Linked DNA regions of Zea mays: all the other regions are linked to region 1. The links are chromatin contacts, called in public Hi-C maps. All regions are on one chromosome and are shown on one strand. Each heading gives the region's core, a stretch centred on a gene start, on an enhancer-like site or on the middle of the called end of the contact. The rest is flanking DNA. Distances are from core to core; before and after follow the strand shown.

Region 1 (5,072 bases), core at 2,174-4,673:
CGAGGGTTGGGCTACGCTCCCGAGGTACCCTAGGACATTTCCGAGACCAGCAGGAGCGATTTTGTAAAGGAATCCCACCAGAGGGAGGCATCGAGCCCTCGGACCCTATCGAATGGGCCCGGGTCCGGCAAATCACCTGCAGGTACTTTTGGAGTGCGCCTCTGGGCCACTAGCCGACCCTTATCGAACGGGGCACAGGCGTCCACTCGGATCACCCGTTAGCAACTCACCGGAAACACCATGTTCGGCGCCCTCCGAGGGCAACATGGCACTTCCCCCCCCCCTTCCTCCTTGCAGAAAGGCGACAAAGGGGCGTATAACAAAAGTCGATACGGTCCTTGATCGTCCTCTCGCTCCGTGCAGAGGCTCGGGGGCTGCTCTCGCACCAGGCTACAGCCAAACTGTTGACAGCGTCAACAAACCAGCTTAAAAACTCGGCGCCTGACCATGCACCCGGGCTGCGGCCAGGCCGCATGAGGGAACAACAAAGCCGACCGAGGCATCACAAAAAGCATTAAGACCTCAGAGGAGTCAAACCACTCCTCCGAGGCCTCGGGGGCTACACCCGGCGGGTGCGCTCGCGCGCACCCACCGAAACAAAGGATAACCGAGAAAGGCCGGTCCCCTCACAAAAAATGCGGCAAAGCCTCCAAGCGAGTACCAACACTCCCTTCGAGGCTCGGGGGCTACTGTCGGGTACCATAATTAGGGGTACCCCCAACACTCCTAAAACACGACTGGTAAACACCCTCAGCACAAACTGCAAAGACTGATGGGCACGGTTCAGGTCAAGACCTCGTCTACCAAGGGACGCAATCTCGCCTCGCCCGAGCCCGGCCTCGGGCGGGAACAGTAGTCCCGGACGAATTCACGCCTCACCCGAGGGCCTCCTCAGGCGGTGGGTGCACCCTCGGCTCGCTCAAAGCCCAGCTCGGGCAGGCTTCATCGAGAAGCAACCTTGGCCAAATCGCCTTACCAACCGACCGTATCGCAGACGCATTCAAAGCGAAGATCGCCTGACACCTTATCCTGACACGCACGTCTCAGTCGGCAAGGTCGAAGTGACCGCAGTCACTTCGCCCTTTCACTGATCGACCTGACAGGAAAACAGCGTCGCTCGCCCCGCTCCGACTGTTGTGCCACCCACCGGGGTAAGACCGACAACAGCCGAGTTCAGCCTCGGGCGCAACAGGAAGCTCCGCCTCGCCCGACCATGGGCATCGGCCTCGGGAGGAGGTCTTCGCCTCAGCCGACCCCAGAGCTCGGCCTCAGCCTCGACCTCGGGAGGAATCGCATCCTCGCTCGACCCCGGCCTCGGCCTCAGGAGAAGTCTCCGCCTCGCCCGACCTTGGGCTCGGACCGACCGCGCCACAAGGAATACATCATTACCCTACCCCTAGCTAGCTCAGGCTACGAGGGAACAAGACCGGCGTCCCATCTGGCTCGCCCCGGTAATAGGTAATGATGGTTCCCCACGTGCGTCCATGACGTCGGTGGTTCTCAGCCCCTTACGGAAGCAAGGAGACGTCAGCAGGATCCCAGCCGCACTACTAGCTGTGCTTCTACAGGGCTCAGGCACTTCTCCGACGGCCACGTTATCGCGTACACAGGGCTCAAGCACCTCTCCGACAGCCACGTTGGCATGTACAAGGGCTCAGGCACTTCTCTGCCGGACACGTTAGCGCATAACTACACCCCCCATTGTACATCTGTACCCTCTCCTTGCATCTATAAAAGGGAGGTCCATGGCCTTCCTGCGGGGGGTCGCGCGGGGGAACGAGCAAACGAACAGGCTCACTCTCTCTCTCTCTCTCTCTCTCTCTCTCTCTCTCTCTCTCGACGCTTGTAACCCCTACTACGAGCACCCCCGGTGCGAGATAATACAAGCCGTGTTTCCCATTGTGTTTCATCTTGCGCCAACCCATCTGGGCAGGGGCATGCAACGATAAATTCACTGGTCAGCTCGGTTGAGGGTCCCCCGGGGTCCGAAACGCCAACACTTTCGGACTCGCTTTTATTTCTAACGCTAACCCCGGCTTGTAGTTGTGTTTAAAATTTATAAATTTCAGATTTGCCTATTCACCCCCCTCTAGGCGACTTTCACATATGAATTGAGGGGGATTGAGAGAGTTTTAATTCCTAGTAAGTCAAAATCTCTCCCAATCCATATCAATCCCCTCTAATCCATATGGATTGAAATAACCAAATAGGCCCTTAGAGAATTAATCTCTTACAACCGAATAAGGACTTAGGGGATGTTTGAATGCACTAGAGTTAATAGTTATTTAGCTAGCTAAAAAATTACTAGTCAAATTAGCTAGATAACAAGTACCTATCTCACTATTAGATAATTTGTTAAAAATAGCTAATAGCTCAGCTGTTAGCTATATTGTTTGGATGTTTTCAGCTAATTTAGTAGCTAATTATTAGCTCTAAAAACCCTCTTAGAATAAATTATATAAACAACTTAGGCCTTGTTTTGTTTGAGGGACTAAAAAATAGTCTCTTCATTTTAGTCTCATTTAGTTCCTAAATTGCCAAACGGTGGGACTAAAACATGAACTAAATTGTTTTAGTCTCTAGTCCCTCAAGGGGTGACTAAAAGTGACTAAACCATATAAATTCCACCTTTTGTCCCTGCTTTATTTCAGTTGCAATAGTAGCGCGAGAATGTTAAATGGTATTTTGGTCTTCTTATGATTCATTTAACGTGTTTTGAATACTTTTAGTCTCTAAAACCAAACAGGTTAGGGACTAAACTTTACGAGGTGTTTGGTTTGATGAATAATTGCATCCAAAATGAGATGGTGCATCATTGGTCCATTCCTCAAATTTGATGGGATAATCCTATTCCTTAAATTAGTACTAACTAACTATTAGTACTAACGATGATGGATAAAATCATTTTATTACACAAACTAAATAAAAAAAAAGAGGAGTGAAAAAATGATGGACTTGCTCAATCCTTAAACCAAACACGCTATTAATCTTTTAACTAAACTTTAGTTTTTGTACTAAAGGAACCAAATGTGGGCTTATTTGTTTTATTAGAAATAAACTATTTAAGTTTTTTATTGGACATTCACGGGTGAAAATCAAAATCTAAAACTGAATCCGATAAGTTTTTGGTTTGTGGACCCAAAAAGTCGGGGTCCCGAACACTAAAACCGTAAGGAAAAAAATCAAATTCAAATAAAAACCTGCTGAACCCGATATCCGAAATTCAGAGAAGTCCGACCCGAAACCGCCCCCACTGCCGTGCCGTCCCTATACGGAGCCGCCGGGACTCGCATTGCAACTTGAGGACTAACGTACGACCGCGTCCGCTTTCCCCGCTGGGTGCCGAGTCAACGACTCCGCTGCCACCCTACCTGCATACGGCTCCGCAACCAGAAAACACCCGAGTTCCTTCCATTCCCACCCAAAAATCTAGCCAAAAAAGCCCAACCAAAATGCTGCCTGCCCGCCCCCTCCTCGTGGCCGCCGCCGTCTTCCTCCTCCTCCTCCCCGTTCACGTCGCCATCGTCGCCGCACAGGGGTTTCGCGGCTTCTCTTACCTCCTAAACTGTGGCGCGGCGTCCCCCACCACCGACAGCCGCGGCCTCCGCTGGGATCCCGATGGCGACTATGTCTCTGCCGGTACCCCCGGCGTGGTCTCGCTCTCGGGCCTCATCAACCCCACGCTTGCCACCCTTCGCACCTTCCCGCTCCGCTACGGGGCCAAGTTCTGCTACGAGCTCCCCGTGGATCGGAACCGCCGCTACCTCATCCGCCCCACATTCTTCTACGGCGCGCTCTTCGCCTCCTCCTCTGCACCGCCGCCGCCCGTCTTCGACCTGATCGTGGACGGTACCTTCTGGACCGCCGTCAACACCACCGATGACGCGCTGGCCGGCGCCGCGTCGTCCTACGAGGGCGTGTTCCCTGCGAGTGGCAGGAACATGAGCTTCTGTCTCGGGGTGAACCCGGACTATACCGACGCCAGGCCATTCATTTCCGCGCTGCAGGTGATCCAGCTCGACGATTCCGTGTACAACGCAACTGATTTCCCGACCAGCGCGATGGGCCTCATTGCTCGCACCAAGTTTGGCTCCACTGGCGGCATCGAGAGGTGAGTGGCCGGCCTGTCTTGCCTTACTTCAAGTGCTCCTTTGTGGCTCAGTGGAATTGTTGAATTGGGTTTCTCAAATTTAGTGACTGTAGTCAACAGGACTATGGTAAAGCTGTAACCGACAGCAAATTTATTGTGCACCTAAACACCTAATACTAAGGTTTTAGCCTTAGTAGAGTTTAATTTACATCATCTGTTGAAAACATTTATTGGGTAAGCATAGGTCAATCGGACTGCCTTTGTTCTTTCAGAACTTCTAAGGCTATCCGCACTCATCCTACTCTAAATTTCTACTCTAAAAAGAATATTTTGTCCTAGTCATCAACATTTTAAAATACAGTAGCCAAACTCCCGCATCCATAACTACTCTATATCTCAACCCTATACAAACCACCACATTTTTTATCAATATTTTTTTCACTTCGCTACACCAAATTTGCTGCCTCGCACGTGTGGAGCAGGCGCGTGCACTGTCGTTGACGGATAGGAGAGAGATTTGGAGTAGAAAAAGTACAGACTCTGAAAATGCCGTTTCCAGTGCTCTCTCCAAGTTTACAGTTGCCGGTGAAGTAGCTTGCTGCAGCAAATTTTTACTGTATACCGAACTCTATATCGATAGAGTAGGGGATACAGCTAGTCACTGCGGACAGCCTAATGCTGATGTGTGATGTGCTCCCACATAATTGAATTCTTCTGTGTGAGATCATCTGGGTGTGTTTGGGAACACAATATTTCCCTAGTCCCAAGACAATACTGTGATATTTGAGCATACCATGGTATTTTAGACTAAAAAGTGTTTGGGAGTACATCAAAAACTCCGTACTTTAAATCATGGTTTTACTATAGTATTTTTGGGGTCTAAAAAACTTTGGTCTAGACCAAAGTTTTCCGTTGGCGCTTGGCTGCAGTCTCTCTTTCCCGTTTCCTACGCTGCAACCAAAATATTGTGTCTCCAAACAGG
Region 2 (4,987 bases), core at 1,493-3,992, 160 kb before region 1:
ACACATTTGATATTTTATGGTAATATTGCAGAAACATATCATATACATGTCCAAATCTATGCTCCCAAGTTTTCCCCCCTGCCTGTATTTGCTTGTTGTCTTATTGACGTGAAAATGTCAGACAATAAAAACTGAACACCTTCGGAGTCTGTTCGGAGAATAATATCTCTTTAACACAATCTTCAGTATCTGATTTAATTGTTTATAAACAAAAAGTTGACACACCATAGCTCTAATTATCAATTTATAGTCCTACAATATTCATTATACAAGAACCTTGCCAAGTTTAATACCTGAATAGAAGGATTGCAAGTCAATATAATGGAAATGCCTAAGCCATCGAATGCTTCCATCCAAGTACCTTCTGCAAGAGTTTCTCTCAGCCCTTTAGACTTTCCAAAGACACTTGTCTGCATCCTAGAAGCTGCTGTATCTAATGGCTGGTAGGAAAGAAGCACATATAAGACCAGGCAGCCAAGATTAATTTTCAGCAAACCTATAGCATTAGTTACCTGTGTCACGATAACAGTACAAGCACCAGCAGCAGCAGCAACTAACAAGTTGGCTGTTGTTCCAATAGACTTTGCTCCACTCTTCTCCAAGTAGAGTCTTTTAAAATAGCTATACCCATAAAAATAAAAAAACGAGGAGACAAAAGACTGAATGTTCTTCGTGTTCAGGCCCTGATATAGGGACAAAAATTGCTTTTTACGAATCGCTTCCCAAAAGACATCTGAAAGGTTCCTGAAAAACAAACATTTGAAGCCAATTAGTTTGTGTGGAGTAACTAGACATGCACAAAATAGATGATGGAGATGTAACAACATACAGGAATAGCACTAACAATAAGAACTCGGATGGAGGGGAAAGGAAGAAATCTCTCTTCAACATACCAAGATCCCCCTTCCCCAGCTAGCCTGGTTATGATAATTGCTGACCATATTGTCAATCCCCAGATCCCAGGAGAAACGAATTTATCGCAGCCTAATAGAGTAAGGCACCCATTCATGTGTCCATCTCACGTAAACAATTCAGTCTACGCTAGTTCTAAAGGTTATAAGCAAAACATTTACCCTCTTTCTGTTTTACAACGACTTGACACAGGAAGGCTGGATAAGCACACATAAATGTGACCTCATGGGCAGACAGTTCGATTCAATAGCGATCATGGAGAATTTGGGGCCAACTAGTGTCAAAATTGTTAGATTGCCTAGATGGTTACCTTACTTGTGGTTTCCTTACTTGCGCTTGAGAATCCGTCTCCAGTTCTGTTTCCATAAACTGGATGAGTGTGCCTATATATTGTGTAATCGTGGTTTGTATCAATGGAGGCGTGATTACCTCAGTGTTGTCTCATGGTACAGTGCCTATATATTCTGTCACGCTCCAATGCTGAGACCGAATACCACGCAATCGCCAATAGCATAGTAGAGGTCTCCTGTCTCCGCCAACTCCTTGAGCTTAAATAGCCTCTCCAACGTGCCACATTTGACATTTGTCTATTGTGACAACCTAAGTGTCATCTATCTAGAGACGAACCCGGTGCAACATCAGCGCGCCAAACACGTCGAGATCGACCTTCACGCATTGCTGCCGGTGTTGTTCGTGTTATATATGTCCCAACGACCTCCTAATCCACTGATATCGTCACGAAGGGCCTTCATTCCTTAGTCTTCTTGGAGTTTCGGTTCAACGTGAACATCCGCTCCACCGACGTGTTCCAGATGCGGAGGGGTGTTAGATTGCCTAGAAAGATTATACAAGGGTTGGGTGTCTTAGTTGCGGTTTAATTACTTGTGGTTTACTTAATTGGCGTCGGATAACCCCTCTCCGGTTCTATTTCCATAAACCGGATGAACGTGCCTATATATTGTGTAATCGTGATTTGCACCCCTCAATCAAGACCTGATTACTGCAAATACTCCAAACTTTCAAAAACAAAGGCATTATCGTCCTGACTGACTGAAGTGAGACTCTCCAAGCCGTCCCAAGCACTCTCATCGCCCACTGCACAGTTCAGGAAACCTCTCTAGATACAAAAGGCCAAATTGCAAATCACGATTTTGAGAGAGAGAAAAAAACAGGAAACCTCTATCATCCTCCGCAGAGTCAGATCCAAATCCTCACGGACCGACGAGAGAGAGAGAGAGAGAGAGAGAGAGAGAGAGAGAGAGAGAGAGAGAGAGAGGGGCACCAGCTTCCGACGAGTCAGGCACACGAGCCCCGTCGTACGGATCAGGCGACCAGAGAAGAGCCATAGGGAAGGGATGGAATCAGCAGCAGTACCTATACTTCTGAGCGCCCTGGTGCGTCTGGAGCTCGGCCTGGAACTTGGTCTTGCAGGTGTCGAGCGGGTAGAGCACGGTGGTGCTGACGAGCGAGCCGATTGCCCCGGAGGTGGCCTCCGCCAGGCTCTCCCAGTCCACCCCGCCGCCGCCGTCCGCCGCCATCGCCCGTCCCCGTCCCTTCCTCTACCCGGCCGACGAGATCCTTGGGAATCTCCTCCCGCAGTTCGGGGCCCTGCCTGCTGTCTATTGCCCCTTCGAGTCCAACAAGTTGCGAGCGAGGTGCGTCTAGCGACTCTGCGTACCCGCGAAGTGAGAGGAAGGTCTAGGCGGCCGCGGCCTGCGAGTTAAGTAGTAGATGGGAACCGCTGGAGAGAGGAGAGACGTCACGGCAGATGGGCGACGAGTGGGATGGGGACGCCAGCCGCCACGCTGAGCGGGGGCAGGTGCGGGCGGCCGGGCCGGGCGTCTACGGTATTTTGCGGACCGACGAGTCCGCGCGGCACCATGGTTTCGAGATGCGGTGTTTGCCTGTTTGGTGCCGACTTTTGTTCCTGGGTGCATTTATTTACGTGCGCGTTGGCGGACGGACTATCCGTCGTAGTGGCACGTCCGCGCGTATAATCAGTTAGATTTTAGATTTCTTTTGGGATTTATCTTATGTTATTATGTACTAGGTCAGTGCCCGTGCGTTGCAACATAGACATATAATATCTCGATAACTTATATATGCGCATATGTGTTATATAGTTATGAGATAGAGGATACATATATGCGAGTTGTCCGGGATGACATCGAAGAGAAACTTGGACCTGTGACGCACGGATACTCACCTAATGTATTATATAAGATAGGTCAGTACTCGTACATTGCATCTGAAACATATAATATCTCGATAACTTATATATACATATGTGTTATACGATTATGAGATGGATGACAACATTCACGAGCCGTCCGTAATGAAATTCTCCTCTCACAAAGTTATATATAAGTTAATTCCCTCTGTGCCACTGAAAATTACACCGATACTTTATGTGCCATTATAAATTGTAGCATCCCTTCTATGCCATCGATTTTATATTTTGTTCCCCTCTCTGCCCGTTTGTTGGTGTAGTTGGGCCCACATGGCATGCACTAACCCCCTCCCATCATCTCTGTTTGCCATGACCGGCAAGGCCAAAGGACGAGCCGCAACCACAGCCCCCGCCTGCCTGGAGCGTGCGTGGCAATCTTGTTGACCTCAGCCCGACGTCGAGGACTAAGCCGAGGCGAGCCAAGGCTGTTCGACGGTGGCGGGGATCGAGCCGAGGCACGTCCGTCTGCAAGCCCACGTCGACACCGTCGACACCTCGTGCGTGTTGTAACCTCGTGGCCGGCGGTGGACGGCACACGCGAGGCGAGACTGCCTGCACTTGCAATCTGCATGCATGGAATCCGAAAGGCGGCCAGATGCCCGAGGCCCGAGCGTATGTGATCGAACGAAGCGTGCGTGCAGCGGCGACGCGACGACGTGTGAGAGGATCGTGTGAGAGGATCGGATCAGATCGTGAGGCGATCTGCTCTAGAAGAAGCGTGTCTCATGCATGTCAGAGAGTGGCAGGCGCTGAGAATCGAACAAGGGAACGGGAGGGGACTGTACGTACAAATACTACACGATGGTTGGTTCGTACTGGTGCAGTCTGATCGATCCATGTCTGCCGGCATTATTGGCACCTGACAGCTCAGATCAGCTGGAGCTGGTCATTCTCGTGCATGGCAGATGGATACTCCTACACCAGGTGACTTCTCAAAAAAATGCAATGTTGCACCCTCCTTTCCAAAGACACAGACCAAATGTTCTGCAAACCTACATGCCTGAAGTGTCAGATTGATTTGAATTTTTGCTTTTCCTAGCTAAGAGATACATGTAGTCCTAGAAACTTATACTCCTAAGCTACAATCTGAACGTGAGTCGCCAAAACTTGCTAATAGAATCCAGTTTTCATATCCAAAGCAACAAATAATGTGTTTTGACATAGGGCGGGAGATCAACGGACTAAGCAAGCATCCCAGTTTCAGCAAGCACCACAGAGTCAGTCAATACATAGACTCTAGATGCGAGAGCAATGAGAAACATTCCTTTGATTTTTCTTTTTCTTTGCAGGTCGCCGCCGGCACCACCACCACCACCAAGGCTGCACGGTTAAACCAAGTGGATGACAAATGGGAGAACTTTCTTTACCAGAGTGCTTTCTGCTTGGGAGCTAACGAAAGTTTCACCTCAAGTCAAGTCGTCTGGTGGAGTTCTCGCCTTTGGGAGAGGTGTTTCAAGAGGGAAATAGGTTAGCTTTCTGATGTTGGGTTTCTGAGTGGGGCACATAATTGATTTTTAGCTCAGTGTGGTGTTCTTTGTGGACCTGTCGGGAAATGTTCTATCCACCTGTTGACCTGTATGCGGTAAACGGTCGGTCTTTGTTAATGCTAAGACTGGGGCTCGGACCTAGAACTCCAAAAAAATGCAAAGTAAACATTAAACTCATCAAAATAATGGTTGATCACTTCAATACCTTCTGGAATGATGCCGATGCATGACCAATTTCTTTCTTGTTCCTCCGATCCGCCTCAACGATATTCAGTTTTAACGAATTCTCCTGCAGCTTATGATCCTACACAGTTTTCACACCATCCCTGCGAGTGAGCACCTGCACCAGGAATTATCA
Region 3 (5,083 bases), core at 2,267-4,766, 240 kb after region 1:
CCACCCATGGGCATAGATTCACATTTAAGCACTTGTGTTGACACTCAATCACCAAAATACTTAGAAATGGCCCAAGGGCACATTTCCCTTTCAGAGGGTAGCGGATATGTTGAACGACTATCAGGAGGCACAATACACGGGAGGATGTATGGATGACGAGCCAGAGCCGACTGCAAAGGCGTTCTACGACATGTTTGACGCGGCACAGAAGCCCCTTCACGACCAGACAAAGGTTTCTCAACTAGATGCCATTGGGCGTGTAATAGCGTTTAAGTCGTAGTACAGCATGAGTAGAGACGCATTCGATGGCTTGTTGATGGTTATTGGGAGCCTGCTTCCGGATGATCACGTTCTGCCAAAGAGCATGTACGAGGCACAGAAACTCCTTTGTGCACTCAAGATGACGTATGAGCAGATTCATACTTGTCCGAAGGGCTGCGTGCTATTTAGGAAAGAATACGTGGAGGCAAAGTACTGTCCCAAGTGTAAATCGTCTAGGTTCATGGAGGTAGACTCTGGTGATGGACAGAAGAGGCAGCTCGACATCCCCTTGACAATCCTACAGCACCTTCCGTTTATACAGAGGATCCAGCGTCTATACATGACAGAGGAATCCGCGAAACAAATGACATGGCACAAAAATGGAAAATGATACAATCCTGACAAGATGGTGCACGCATCCGATGGTGAAGCATGGAAACACTTTGATGCCATTCACCGTGAGAAAGCCGAAGAGGCTCGTAATGTACGTGTTGCGTTGGCCACAGATGGGTTCAATCCCTATGGAATGAGCGCTGCCCCGTACACATATTGGCCCGTGTTTGTTATCCCAATCAATCTCCCCCTGGTGTGTGCTTTCAAAGGCAGAATATATTTGTGTCATTGATAATTCCCGGACACCCAGGGAATAAAATGGGCGTGTACATGGAGCCTTTGATCGATGAATTGGTATGTGCCTAGGAGGAAGGGGTATGGACGTATGACCAAGGTACGAAGACAAACTTCAGAATGCATGTTTTGTACCAGTACTCCATGCATGACTTACCGGCGTATGGGCTATTCTGCGCCTGGTGTGTTCATGGTAAGTTCCCATGCCCAGTTTGCAAGGAAGCTCTCAGGTTCATTTGGTTGAAAAAGGGTGGCAAATATTCGTCCTTCGATAAACATCAACAATTTCTCCCTCCTGACCATCCATTCTGCCTAAACATCAAGAACTTTACGAAAGGTGTCGTAGTGACAGACCGCCCACCTGCAACGATGACTGGTGCCAAAATTCATCAATAGATAGATGGGCTCGTGGCCAACACAGAAGGTGGTTTTGTGGGATATGGTGAGCAACATATGTGGACACATAAGTCTGGCTTGACTCGGCTCCCCTATTATGACGACCTGCTCCTTCCACACAATATTGACGTGATGCACACTGAAAAGAATGTTGCTGAGGCACTGTGGGCAACAATTATGGACATTCCTCATAAGTCAAAGGATAACGTAAAGGCAAGAGTGGATCTGACAGCATTATGTGATAGACCAAACCAAGAGATGAAGTCGCCAAGTGGTGGAAAGACATGAAGAAGGCCTAAGGCACCGGTATAGGTTCTTTGCCGAGTGTCAGGACCATAGCACTCGGTAAAGAACCAAGATCTGGGCATCGATATAGGTTCTTTGCCGAGTGTAGTGGCTCTGACACTCGGCAAAGAAGCACGCTTTGCCGAGTGCCATACAAAGCACTCGGCAAAGAACCTGGCATGGGGACCCCGCTGACATATTCTTTGTCGAGTGCTGGCCGGCAGACACTCGGCAAAGGTAACTCCTTTGCGAGTGTCATCTAGGCACTCGGCAAAGACGTCGTCTCCGTCACCCGGCACCATGACGGTTGCTTTTCTTTGCCGAGTACTTCCTGGCACTCGACAAAGTCTTTGCCGAGTACTTCCTGGCACTCGGCAAAATCTTTACCGAGTGCTTGAGAAAAAGTACTCGGCAAAGAAGACTTTATCGATGCACTGTGTGCCGAGCCCTCTTTGCCGAGTGCGACACTCGGCAAAGCCGTCGATTCCGGTAGTGTCAGATGCCATTTGATAGGGATGTAGTTCCTAATCTTCTGTCAAGTTTAAGATAACTATCGATTTAATGGAAATCGATAGACCGATCTAGCTGCAAACCATAAAGATGCAAACCCTATAACCTTTTAGCACCATCTCTTTTGTGTTTATTAACCACGTCACAATCTAATTACCCTCATTGAGGATACTAATCCCTCGTGACAACCAAAGAATACAAACAAAAACATGATAAAATATAACTCAAGTATAATAATAATTACATATATATGACTAAGTACTCAAATTTGGGATTTCACATACCGATAACGACAACCATTCAAAAAATAGATTGTTCTAAAGCAAAATCCAAATACTAACGTGAGCGACAACTACTGAATATAAGTCTAAGAGGAATCCAAGGACCCCTATTTGTGCTCCCCTAATGGGCTACATGTTATATGACCTAATTACTCAAAAGATGGTGATGCAACATATTGTTAGATTTCTGGATGTTGACTTGTTTCGACAATTTCTATGACCTAATTAAGTGGCATATGGAGGTGGGGCGGCGTTGACGTGGTGGGAAACGACATATGGGCATCACCAGCGGGGGCAGCGAGTGATGAATAATTTCGATGATGCAGACATGAAATAATCGTGTGTATGCAAAAAGAAAAATAATTTGATATTTTTCTGTAACAATGGTAGATGAGTGATTTTTGTGAATAGTTGAAAGTAAAAGACATAAGTAAAAGTGATGTCAAATTTGTGCTAAACAAAAGTTGCTTTTGAATGTGAATTTGGATGGAAGCCATCTCTTTTGGTTGACTTTTGACTATAAATAAGTCCAAATTACTCCCCTCTTCTATGGACAATATTCACATAACCCTCTAAAGTATTTTTTGTTCATTTTATCTATCCACCCATTTGAGTTGCTTCAATTTACTTTTTAACAAAATTTGTTTTTTTCATTTGTTTATGTATAAACTGAGTTTTCAGTACAGATTTTGTTAGTAGCTAATAGCATATTTTAGACTAGAAAAATATATTATGATCTTTTTATAATTATTTTGTTAGGTTAGGGTAAATGAAATATGAAATAATGATGAAAATTCTTACCATATTTTTCTAACATAAGTTATAATATTTTCAATAACCTTAGAAAATACGAACTTGATAGAAATGAAAAAAAGTCTCTCACTAATAAGATTCTCAGGAAAAAAATCTTAAAAATAGATATATAGTATATAGCATGCCCTATGCCGTAGGATACGCGTGGTCGCGCCAGATTTGCGTGCACTTGTCATTCGCGGTCGGCGCGTATCTTTCCCCTGCTCCCTGCCGCTGCACAAACGTCGTGCGCTCGGGCCGCCTTGTTTCCACGGACTTGCCAGGCTCGCCTCACCTCCGCGCCTCCGCCGTCCAACGGCCAACGCCCATCCAAAATGCGGCATCTCCGCCAGCACCAACAAGTAGCATGCAAAAGCTCTGCCAGGCCCGCACGGGCCTCGAATTAATATTTTGCGTCCTACTAGTATATATATTTTCTATATTTCTCCCGTACATACAATCCTGTCCTCTGTCCTCTGCTCTCCTCCGAGGAAGACACATACCACACCACCGATGTCCGATGCGACGAGGGAGCACATAATAAAAAAACAATAAGACAATAAAATTAAATAAAATTATAAACAGAGAAAAGGACAACGTGAAATACCCTAGGCCGTGATCTTGGCGGCTGCGGCGCGTCGGCGATCGGCGGGGGTCGCCCCGCGGCCGACGACGTCATGCTGGGGCGGCGCGGGGAGATGGGGTACGAGGAAGGGGAGCTCGAGCTGGAGGAGGGCGAGGCGGCCTCCGGCGGCGGCCGTGAGCTGGTTATTCCCGACGCGCTCACCTGCATCGTAAGAACGTTCTCTGCTCTCCTCCTCGTCCTCCTCGTCGTCCTATTGCGTGTGAGAGTGTATTGGATCAATGGCTGATCAGATGTCAGTATGCGAATGCGTTCTCGTGCCGAGGTGATTAGTGTTGCTGTCGCAGCGTTGCGATTGTTTTTTTGTTTTCTTTTGCGTTACGGGTAGTATGATATACAAGTACTTGTTACCAATGTTGCAGAGATTTAGGTCGATTTTGCAGTGTGGTTGAGGTAATCACTGATTGACACGAATGCATGGTTGTTTTTTTTATCAATGCAACATCAATGCTTCAATCTAACATGGTTACATGAATGCTGTGGGGAGGGGGGGGGGGGGGGGGGGGGTTACGATTCTGCCGGTTCATTGCTGGCCTCTGTGGGGGATTCGAATTTGGCTAACTTGTTAGCTTTACCTGGTAAAGTATCGGAGCCGACATGAGAATGCAACTATGCAAGACTAGTTGGTAGTTACTTCTGCAACCGTTGAGTAGTAGTACTAGTTTGCGGTGATTTCTTGTACCCCTTGTGTGAATTATGAAACCTTCTCAATTTCAGTGCTAGATTTAGCAGGTTACTGGGACAAGTTTGCTGGTGATTGGCAGTAGTATGGTTTGTACTGTTGGTTCACGTGCACATTTTCTGTTCCATTTGATTTTGGTTATTTTCTGGTTACCTGTCCTGCTTGGTGAAAACTCTGCTATGTTAACATAGATATGTATCCGTCTGCTTCCGTTCTAGTTTCATCCCTAGGTAGGCCCTTGTACTTTACAATTTATAGGTTGGACACAAATCAATTTCTGCTGTTGAGATCAGTGCCTAGAGGCAACATATAGACAAAATTTATCTTCTACTCTGATTTTTTCTTTGAAAGGACTTCCTAGCTGACATACGTGGGGAGGTAACTCATACATGTTTGTATGTATTCAAGGGATTTAATATATTTGTTATATGATAGTTCTGGGGTTACCTCGATGTAAGTGATAATGTGTATTTTGAGGGCTGAATTATTCCTTCTAAGCTTATGCTTCACCGCTTTCTATTGATAGTTTTACACCCAGAAAGAGTGCATTTAACTTTGTTGTTCCATACCTGTCTATACTTCAAAAAAGAAGAAACGGCTTTCTCC

The links. A called contact is a pair of places that touch in the nucleus more often than the background predicts.
Region 2: a contact with region 1 is called in a Hi-C map of ear, with 3 times the contacts expected there. The contact joins the promoter of LOC100282644 here to the promoter of LOC100279902 in region 1. A contact is called at or near these places in 8 of 25 Hi-C or Micro-C datasets (ear, endosperm, leaf and 1 more).
Region 3: a Hi-C map of endosperm shows a contact between it and region 1, with 3 times the contacts expected there. The contact joins the promoter of LOC103635747 here to the promoter of LOC100279902 in region 1. A contact is called at or near these places in 2 of 25 Hi-C or Micro-C datasets (endosperm and tassel).

What each region holds. Positions count from the first base shown.
Region 1 is chr8:117,151,854-117,156,925 of Zm-B73-REFERENCE-NAM-5.0, forward strand. LOC100279902 (Protein binding protein) reads left to right here and starts at 3,424. Exons shown (of 8, transcript NM_001361004.1): 1 at 3,424-4,111. The coding sequence starts at 3,453.
Region 2 is chr8:116,993,271-116,998,257 of Zm-B73-REFERENCE-NAM-5.0, forward strand. LOC100282644 (peroxisomal carrier protein) reads right to left here and starts at 2,743. Exons shown (of 5, transcript NM_001155552.2): 1 at 2,287-2,743; 2 at 513-744; 3 at 294-440. The coding sequence starts at 2,450.
Region 3 is chr8:117,390,003-117,395,085 of Zm-B73-REFERENCE-NAM-5.0, forward strand. It overlaps LOC103635747, which reads left to right and starts at 3,517. Exons shown (of 14, transcript XM_008658128.4): 1 at 3,517-3,946. The coding sequence starts at 3,830.